Linked DNA regions of Mus musculus: region 2 is linked to region 1. The links are chromatin contacts, called in public HiChIP or PLAC-seq maps. All regions are on one chromosome and are shown on one strand. Each heading gives the region's core, a stretch centred on a gene start, on an enhancer-like site or on the middle of the called end of the contact. The rest is flanking DNA. Distances are from core to core; before and after follow the strand shown.

What was found. HiChIP or PLAC-seq counts read pairs in DNA pulled down with a chosen protein or histone mark.
Region 2: a contact with region 1 is called in an H3K4me3 HiChIP or PLAC-seq map of the 230-238 cell line, with 23 read pairs. The contact joins two enhancer-like sites. A contact is called at or near these places in 2 of 15 datasets of contacts at CTCF or cohesin (the G1E-ER4 cell line and pro-B cells), 13 of 484 Hi-C or Micro-C datasets (the G1E-ER4 cell line, LSK cells, adipose-derived mesenchymal stem cells and 7 more) and 2 of 115 datasets of contacts at active chromatin or transcription factors (the 230-238 cell line and large pre-B cells).

Annotation. Positions count from the first base shown.
Region 1 is chr4:85,951,077-85,956,127 of GRCm38.p6, reverse strand. It overlaps a transcript of Adamtsl1 not described here. Among named protein-coding and RNA genes, the nearest start is that of Adamtsl1, 100 kb to the left of the region's middle. Within about 2 kb of position 2,382, at least 24 of the 459 cell types and tissues checked have an H3K27ac peak or open chromatin away from gene starts, as enhancers often do. A contact at or near this core is called in the 230-238 cell line, where this site is marked.
Region 2 is chr4:86,018,467-86,023,811 of GRCm38.p6, reverse strand. It overlaps a transcript of Adamtsl1 not described here. Among named protein-coding and RNA genes, the nearest start is that of Adamtsl1, 33 kb to the left of the region's middle. Within about 2 kb of position 2,936, at least 64 of the 459 cell types and tissues checked have an H3K27ac peak or open chromatin away from gene starts, as enhancers often do. A contact at or near this core is called in the 230-238 cell line, where this site is marked.

The DNA of each region.
Region 1 (5,051 bases), core at 1,133-3,632:
TGCCCCTTACAAAACCACTTTCCCTTTAAATAGATTCTTAACTTCACAGTAGCTGGGAAATTCTTTCATAAACCCTGGCAATGTCCTATTCTCTTCTGCACATTGTTACTTGGACTTTAAACTCATCTCCATTTGTCATAACAACAACAATAACATCAATAACAACCTAGAAAAACAAAATCAAGACAGCAAACAACAACAACAAAATAAATTCAACTCCATTGTTATAGCAACAATTCACAAAATAAAAACAAAACAAAAACCCAAAGCTACAACTACTTTAATTATTAATAAAACTTGCTTTCATCTGATATTCATGAGTCAGGGCAGCCTTCAGTTTACGAACTAGAATAAGAGAGCACTGGACAATATTCAGCATGTAGGAAACCAGAACAACTGGCTAAAGCTGATTGGCTAATGGAAGGCTACTGCAGAGTGCTTTTCTAGACATGTATAAGGACACTTGATGATTACACTGACTCTGGTAGATTGAAGTCTCCTGTATTCAGGAAATACTGATCTGTCCAGAGATCATCTGATTCCTTACAGTTTCAATTTGCTTATCTGACATTTAGCAGAAGTGACTCTATTTTGGTTTGGCCTGATCTAGTCGTTCTTACTACAGGAGCTCAGTAGAAATGATAGCTTTTGCTTTCATTGTTTCAAGATCTTGTGTGTGTGTTTGAGTGTCTGTGTCCATGTGTGCTTGTGCACATACGTTCTCTATGTGTGCATGTATTTGCATGTATATGTATCCTCTCTCTGTCTCTCTGTCTTTCCTCTCTCTCTGTCTCTCTCTGTCTCTGTCTCTCCCTCTCTCTCCCTCTCTCTCTCTCTCTCTCTCTCTCTGTGTGTGTGTGTGTGTGTGTGTGCCACAACATGTATGTGGAGTTTAACCTCTTAAGCCAAATCATTTACTGAAGGATTAGATAACCTGAAAGAGACCCCAAGAAGCCACTGAAGTTACCTAGGAAGGGTAGGTTGAAATGGACAGCCCAGAATGTTGGAGAACCAGGGGATATCTAACAAGGACATCTAAAGGCATGGGTTGAATCTAGTCTAAGAAAGAAGCTATGTGTGCTGCTGAGAGCAGATCTACAGGGGTGGGGCTGCTGCAGCCCCAGACACTAGGCATGGAGCTCCAGGCTTTGATATTTGCCTTCATCCTGGCTTTGGTCAGATTGCTTACTTCTATGCACCTATTCTTTGTTTTAGAAAGGGATGTTTACTCTGTACCATTTCTTCTGCCATCTGCTTAACTCTCCTCTTTGGTCTTAGACAACCCTACTCTATCAATCTGTTTTACCACTCAGCTTGCCTTGATTTGCCATCACTGGCTTTGGTGATGGTAGGAAGTCTCTGTACATGGATTCGCCAGGGATACTCAGACAGGCAAAGGAAATGAAGGGTTTACTTAAGTGAAAGAGATTTGATTGTATATCTTAGAATAGCTGTAAGAGAGGAGTTCTGGCCATGGCACCAAAGAGAAATAACATTTAAAGAGCTAGACATGTAATTTGCTGAGATTTGATCATTATAAAATGTAAACATGTCATCAGGTACCACAGTATGTGTCACTGAAATGTGAAACTTAAAGATTTTGAAAGTAAAAAAGAAAAAGACTCTGAAAGTAATGTACACAGCAAATAACTAAGGTGGGTGGGGGGAAGAGGAAAAAGGGGGTGGAGGAAGAAGAGGAAGAGGAGGAGGAGGAGGGGGAAAGACTGAATCCAGAGGTGAAGAAGGGAGCCTGGTTTTGAATCAGACTCAGTATGGGAAACAGGATATTGATTGGGAGATGATTTGGACTTACTTTTTCGTCACCTGAGAAGTATCACCTTAACCAGGTCAGATATACTGTGTTTAATGTGGCACAAGATGGGAGAATATCAATATGTTAAAAAATAGTTTCTATAGTGCCTCCCATTTTCATAAAAATGAAATAGCATTTCCCCCCAATGCTATTTCAACCTTAGAGGCTCTCATGCTGAAAGTTATGAAGCATGTCTCTGCCTGTACCGCACTTCTGAAGAACAGTTCACAATAGCAGGTGGGTTATTGTTGACCATGTGCCAGACACCAGAGACTCACACGCACCTCTCTCTTTCATACTCGGGTAGCAGTCTGTGGATTTTAGTCTGGTCAAATAATCATTGCCTAGGTCAAAAGCCATTTATTAGAAGGTTCGTTTTAAAATCTAATGGCTTTGCAGAGTATTGCAAAGATGCAAGATGAAAGTGAATGCAAGCTACCGTTCTTATCTTCTCTCATTTTCTCACACCACTATTTTTCCCAGAAGGGGAGGTCTAAGAAAGAGGAAGTTGCTTTCTGCTGAGAATAGGTCTAGTATAGCCACATGTCCCATTGGCTGGCCTTTGTGAAGTCAGAGGCCAAGCCTCTGGCTGGAGGCCATCATCACCCTCATAGTTCATCTTGCCTTGTGTTATGAGAGATAAATTGTGTGGCTCCAACGGCCACTCATACCAGGCCTTTACAAACAGATTTCTGACGATAATCACTATTTACACCTCATTCAGTCACCCAAACTCAGACACCTACAGGAAACATTTAGACATAGAAAGTCCCACATCTCTAACATATTTAATGAAGGCAAAACAGAATTGGACATGTTTCCACATGCCTAGAATCCCAGCAGCAGACAGGAACCAAGAAAGCCTGAGTCTAACCTAGGTTACCAGAGTGAGTCTGTCTCAAAAAACAAAAACAAAAAATAAAGAACGCAAAACAGTAGTTTAAGGCTTTATAAAGTTATTGTTTAGTAAGCACAGAGACTTCACAAATGTCAGATGATGGGAATAATCATAATTCCATTAGGAAAAAAATCAAATATTTGTGTGTACACAGCTGGCCACTAAGGTGTCTGGCGGTGTATGTGTGACATGCCTTAACTCCCAGCAACCCAAGGAACAGATACGAGGTTGTAGTTAGCATCCTGTTTCGCAGATTATAGATGCAGTGAGCAGTGAAGTGACTTGTTTAGGCTCACAGAGCAATGGTGTGCATGAGAGGATTTGAAACAATATAATCCAGCTTTAGACCACTGGTCTTTTTTTCCCCGTTAATTTATTTATTCAGTTTACATCCTGATCACAGCTCCCCCTGCCACTCACAGTCCCACCCTTATAAATCCTTCCCCTATTACCCTCTCCCTTCCTCCTCAGAGAATGGGAAACCCTCTTTGGGTACCACTCCTTGCTGGGACATCCATTCCTAGTAAGCCTAACCATATCCTCTCCCACTGAGGCCCGACCAGACCACTGGTCTTCATCGAGGTCTCATATTTCTTATTTTGTGTTTGAAATTTTTTATTTTTTCTTAATCTATGGTTAAAATTTTTAGTATTTCTTAATTAATATTTATAAAATAGGCTATGCAGTCACTCATACTCTCTCTCTCTCTCTCACACATACACACACACACACACACACACACACACCAGTGTTTCCTACCATAATAGGTCAGGCAAACATAAGAGGCTAGATCATATTTCCACTAATGTGTGAAACAGGCTTTCTTTGAGGAACATATGAACTTATGTTTTGTCATCTCTTTACTTGTCTACTTGAGTCGCTTCTTTTCATGATGGCTCCGGTGAGCACTGAGGTAAAAGGCGATCCCTATCAAGTAGTAATATGAAAGAGCAGTGATGAATGGAGCTTGGATCGCACGGAATTACATAGAGAACGTTAACATTTTTTCCTGGGCTCAATTTGTACTAAATTCAAATTAAGTCAGAATTTCCTTGAATGGGGCCAATTATCTTTGTGTACATTTTTCCATGGGTGACAAAATGTTACAACCAAGGAAGAAAAACATTGGTAGAGTCCATGTCAAAGGGAAACTGAAAAATTCCACGGTGTGATAGCTCCCCATACGGAAAAATCCCTCCATAGTTCCTAGTCTACAATACTTCCCCAACACATGCTAGCTACTGCCATCCCGTTCCTGGTCAGGAAACATTGAGGTTTCAGTAAAGAGGGGACACAAGTTGAAAGACACAAGACATTATCCAGTCTACCCTGTTCTCGTCCTAGTACCCTAGTAAAAATCCTAGCTAGATTGTCACAAGTAACAAGAAAGGATAAAAAGGACCCGTGGTAACTTGGGGACTTCAGTAGGAATTACATCACAGGGCTCTCCTTGGACTAGTTGGGGATGCCTACACCAGAGGCAGATTTTTGGTGTGGTAGATCTAGGTGGTTATTATCTCCAAAATCTCCCTGGATTTTAGAAGAATCTGTTGAGAATACCAAGGAATGCACTATTATGAAAGGTGTAGTTGGGTGAGGGTGGGGGAATGGTGTAGTGATGGAGTAATAGTTCAGCAGTTGATCTTGCAGAGGGCCTAGTTTGGTCTCCAGCACCTGCATGGTAACTCACAAATGTCTGCAATTTCAGTTCCAGTGTCTTTGTTAGTGTTCTATTTATTGCTACAAAGAGACACCATGATTGTGACCAAAGCATCTTATAAAGGAAAGCATTTACCTGGCGGCTTGCATACTGTTTTGAAGGGTGAGTCCATGACTATTATGGTGGGGAGCATAGTAACAGGCAGGCATGGTGCTGAGCAATATCTGAGAACTTACATTTGATCCATATACAGGAACATAGGCCTTTGGAACCCGAAAGCCCATCTTGATTAACATACATCCTCCAACAAGACCATACTTCCTAATCCTTCCCTAATAGTTCACCAACTAGGAATCATTCAAATATATGACCTTGTGGGGAACATGAGGTTGTTCTTATTCAAACCATGACAGAATGTGTTTCACTTTTCTGGGCTTGGTAGTACTACACACACACACACACACACACACACACACACACACACACACACACAGAGAGAGAGAGAGAGAGAGAGAGAGAGAGAGAGAGAGAGAGAGAGAGAGAGTCATAGTCACATACACATCCATGCATGCATATAAATACCCATATACATAAATTAAATAAATATTTTAAAAAGAGTAGATTAGGATCCCAAGGGACATATTACAGAATTATAGACTCTCTGTTAACTCCAGAGGCAG
Region 2 (5,345 bases), core at 1,687-4,186, 67 kb before region 1:
ATTAACTCCAGGTTCATTGAACAACCCTGTGTCAAGGGATTAACATATAAAATGATTGAGGAAGGCACTCATATGTCCAGGTATGTACACAAACACACATGCACGTGTACCATGATATTTGAGTGGTATCTATTAAAGGTGTTAAGGGAAGACAAGTATTTGTTCATCAGGCCACCGTGAAAGCCAGCTGCTCTTCCACAGCTCACAGTTACCACGGATATGCAGGTCAGCATTTCTAGCCACACCAAAGCAGGAGTCTGCAACACTCCAAGTTTTATCTCACCTTAACATTTATTAACATTACCATCTTTTCGCCTTTTACATACTTGCAATCTCATGCAGCTCCAAGAACTTAGTTAAAAATTGAACTAAAGCCCCCTTTGTTCAGGTGACACAGCTCAAACTTTGTGCTCAGCCACATGGAGAAACTGTATTTTCAATGCTGCTTCCTGCCATAGGCTGAGGCCATTCTGTTCGTGGCCTCCAGGGACGCACATATTCAAAGTTTTTGTCTTCTTAGCATCTCCTGTTATAGATTTTAAAAAGTGGATTCCTTTCCCAAACTCGGGAGGCCTTTAAAGGGGCTTCATGTCATTCTTCATCGTACGACATCACACATGAGGCTGTGGCTTTGTTTGTATTCTCTGGAGTGAATTCTTTCTCTTCCGATGCCAGTCCAGGGTGAGTTTCAAAGATCTTCCTTTTTATCCCCAAAGAGGGAAGGAGTCTGAAATCCTGTCTTGTTTTAAGACTAATTAGAAAGTAAGAGTGGATCACAGTCTTGTGACTGAAAGCTAATATTTACCAACTCTCATGAATCTCCCGCAAGTATAAATTTCCCCATAGAGACTCATAATTTCCCCATAGAAGATGAAGCAAATGGGTATTTTTCTCCTTTTATAAAAATTGTGATTTTTGACTCTAAGTTGGTGTACCCACAATTATTATCAACAACATGTAGTTCTAGAATATTCTCATCACCCACCTATTCCCTCTTCCCACTGCTCTTAGTTTCTTATACTTCCATAGGATTAAGTGTTCTGGACATCAAATATAAATAGAATCAATTATGGCCTTTAGTGTCTTACATCTTTTATTTATCATGTTTTGGGGTTCATCTATGGTATACCATAATCAGCACACTTTTTATGCCCGACCAATATTCTAAAAAGTTCTTTTTAAATTTCTCACCATAAATTATTACTTTTCCTAATGAAGTAGACCATATCAGCCTGTGAATGATCATAAAGGGAATATTAAACTGGATGCTGGAATATTAGTAGCTCAATCAAAGATATTAAGTCAAGTGATTTCTGCATGTGAAAAATAAAACTTTTCATTATTTTATCCTGCCATTTCTAATAGTGATCACTAGAAAAAGTAAATGTGTTAAATCTCTCATTAAGATGTACTACGTAATTTGAAATGTAACACACATTTAGCAAAGCTCAATTTTAAGAAACTAGGATGTAATCTATTCTTCACTGCTCTGTGACCACACTAAAAAACAAAATAAAAAATCAAAATGAAGATTAAATGAAGGAAACACACATGTGATAATATCTAGTGCTCACTAGAATAAAATATTGGTTTTATTTACACAATAATTTAGTAAGCTACTTTTGATGAAGTAAGCTTGTCAAGATGACAACTGTATCTGATGTCTGTCAGGATGACAACTGGATCTGATGTCAAGATGACAACCGGATCTGATGTCAAGATGGCAACTGTATCTGATGTCAAGATGACCACTGGACCTGATGTTGTTGGATGAGTGGAAGGAAGAATGGGCAACAGAGCAGATAATTTTGTTAACACCTAGTAATTTGCAGTGCTGCTATGTCATGTTTCAAAGCATTTAGATTACATGACATTCAAAATATGGCATTCAAGAATGTACAAGAAGACACTATTGATAACTCATTATGACTTCTGAAACACGGACTAAATAGGTATCAGATACAAATATATAACTCATGTGTGGTGAGACATACATCATGCTATATCATGATATAAAAGTAACTTGTAAATGCTCACACATCTGTTCTTTGATGAGGGACAAACATGCAGACTAACATGGATTGAGAAGGTTCCAAATGCCAGGCCCGGGGAGGGGGGGGTTGGGGGTGCAAAGTGGTAAGACTGGCAAGAGAGAAACAAAGCCTTGTTTCTGTGATAATTTATTTGCATTATGGCGGTGCTTTCCACTTGTGCATCTCTGTCCCGTATGTTTCCCTAACTGAACATCCTTAGCAAGGAATCACAAGGAAGGTGAATGTTAAGATGTAATCTAGTCTTCATTGCTCTCTGACTGCACAAAACAAAACAAAACAAAATCAAAAGGAACCCACTTTTTTTCTATAATAGGAGACATTAAGAAGACAAAAAAAATTAAATATGCGCGTTCCTGGAGGCCACGAATGGAATGGCCTCAGCCCACAGTGAGAGCAGCATTGACTCCAGCCGCATATGTAGCAGAGGATGGCCTTGTTGGACATCAGTGGGAGGAGAGGCCCTTGGTCCTGAGAAGATAAAGGCCTGGGGAATGCTTTCTCTTTAGACTCTACTGCTCCAGGGATGTGACAATGCAGAACAAGAAAGACCCTGGAATTGCAATTATGAGCTTATGAGGACGATGTTGTTTAATAGCATGCTTCAGGAATGCACTGCCAAAGAACTTTCAAAGACATTTGGCTGTAAAACAGTATGGATCCACTGGAAAACGTAAAAAAAAAAGAAAGAAAGAAAGAAAGAAAGAAAGAAAGAAAGAAAGAAAGAAAGAAAGAAAGAAAGAAACTGCCAATCACTCATGACCTGCACCAGGGGACTCTGTATAGATGCAGGAGGGGGATGGGACTTTGGCACTCTAAGCGACTGCACATCTGAGGCAGGAGCTGGCGTCATCACCAGTGGAGCAGAAGGCAGCTGCCCAGCGTGTGCTGACTGCCTGCAGCCTGCTGTTTGGGTAAGCTGAGCACGGGTCCTCACTCGCTGAGCCTCTGGCTCCTGGCACGGGACTTGCAGCCAACAACAGCAAATGGTGGAGGCCATGAGGAAGCCTATGGGGCTGTCTCCCCTTCTAGGGTAACATTCTCGAGCCAAAGAAGAATTCAGTACAAGAGGGAGGTGAAGAAGGGACAAGCTTGAAACCCCAGGAAGGGGTTTCACAGTGGGAAGGTGGTTCTAACATCCTGCCTTCAGGTCCTGCTGACCCCAAAGGATATGCACCCATCACTACCCAAGGGACCAGGAGGCAGAGTTCAGTGCCTGTGTGTGGCTGTCCTGGTGGTGTTGGGTTCCCCCTGAGAGATCAAACAACAACGCTGTTAGTCTGAAGACAAAATGTAGCTATTGTCTTCAGGGAAGGCTCTGTTTTCATCAAAAGTTAAAATTTAAAACTAACAATACACCAGCGGATATGAGGCTCCCAACACACAGACAATAGAGGACTACCCGATCTGTGTTCATTCAGAGATGATGCACCTAACCCTCAAGAGACTGGAGGCCCCAGGGAGTTTAGAGGTTAGGTGGGGTGGGGGTGGGGGACATCCACGTGGAGACTGGATGTGGGGAGGAGGTGTGGGAAGTGGAACAGTTGGGGTGGACTGGGGTGTGTGTGGATAAAATATGGCGTGTAAAAAATAAACTAATTAATAAAAAGAAAGAAAGAAAGAAAGAAAAAAACCCAATTCTGACACCTCTCTGCTTTCTTCTTTTGTCCCTTTTCTGTTTCTTTCTCAGTTTTTCTGCCTCTTTGTTTCTTTCATGATCAAGTCCAGAAATGACCAATGACTGCTTTCTTGGAACTTAAGGCCAATGAAAATAACTTGATGCTATCTGCTTTGATGTTAGAATGAACACAGCATGGTATACCACTCGCCATCAGGCACACTCACAGTGGCAGAGCTTTTGCCTGCTCTCCACTGACTCACGGTGACCTGGCTCCTTTCCTTGTCACTCCAGCAGGCAGGGGGATTAGCAGGCAAGCATGTATCAGTGCCTGGGGAATGGTGCCTGGTCTTGGCACCGAGTGTGTATCAGTGTTAACAGCTGGTACATAAGTCCTGCTCAGTTAGGATTTAGTGGCAACATTCAGTCTGGGATTAGCCTAGCAAACAGGGTCGAGCTGTCTTCTTGCCAAAGCTGGGAAGCCCCAAAGGGCATGTGTTCTCCTGGGATTAATCCTGGTATTTAGGAAAATGCCTGCCTTATCACTGTTCTGGATCAAGGGCTTTGCCTCTTGATGAGAAGAAATGACTTCTAAATAGAATGTGATCTAGTGTTGGGGTCACCCTCTATACTCTGAAGACTATGGTCTGTAAGTTAGACACTACAGAGCCAGTTAGCTAAGGGAAAGTATCCAAGGAGAATTCAGGGAGGGAGGAATGGAGGGAGAAAGGGAGAGAAAGGGGGATAGAGGGGGAGAGGAGAGAGGGGTAGGGGAGGGAGAGAGGGGGAGAGGGAGATGGAGAGGGGGAGGGAGAGGGAGAGGGGAAGGGGAGGGAGAGAGGGAGAGGGAGAGGAGGAGGGGAGGGGGAGAGGGAGAGGGGAAGCAGTGGCATAAGGTAGGTCAGCAAAGAACTTCTGTAATCTCCTAAGGAGTTTAGACCTGGCCATGTTCAGTGAGACAGCAGTTAAGAATTGTAAGTAATTGTAAGTAAAATTGCGTAATACAGTATCCTAGTGCAGTGACTAAGAGCAGTCTCATTGGTATACACTGGGGATGGGTGATAGAGAAGCCAAATGAGAAGACTGGCATTGGAAGTAGAAAGAAGGGCTAGTTGCATTAGATAGTAATGTTACAACATTTACAGGACATAGAAATACTTGGACATGGTATACACAAAGAGGTAGATGAAGTAGAGGTTGGACTATAGCTGCTCCAAACTAGTGGACCAGATGCCACTGCTGCCACTGAGTTTGGCAACTTAAGCTGCAGATTTTCCAGAGGATGCTTGTATAAGTAGAGTCTAGCTTGGGAATGCATAGTGTAAGATTCCTGTGATGGACAGTACCCCTCAGTTGGAACCCCTTGGAAGCATTGCCTATACCCTTTCTGGAATTACAGTTCTTTTAGATGGTTGCCTATAGCTAGTGACTGGCAGTTGCCCAGATCCAATGCCCAGATGCTGGCTTCAGTCTATAGGACAACTTTGAGGTTATTTTAGCATTAGCAGTTCCTCTTACAGCTGGTTCCATTCTTGCAGTGGATCAGCTTCCTTCTCTGTATTCCTCTTGCCCTCCTTATGCTGTAACAGGTATATCTACCATGACAATTCCCCAATACCCTTCACAGGCAGCTCTTCATCACAAAAGGGGCCTCTAAGTGATTTCACTGAGGAGTG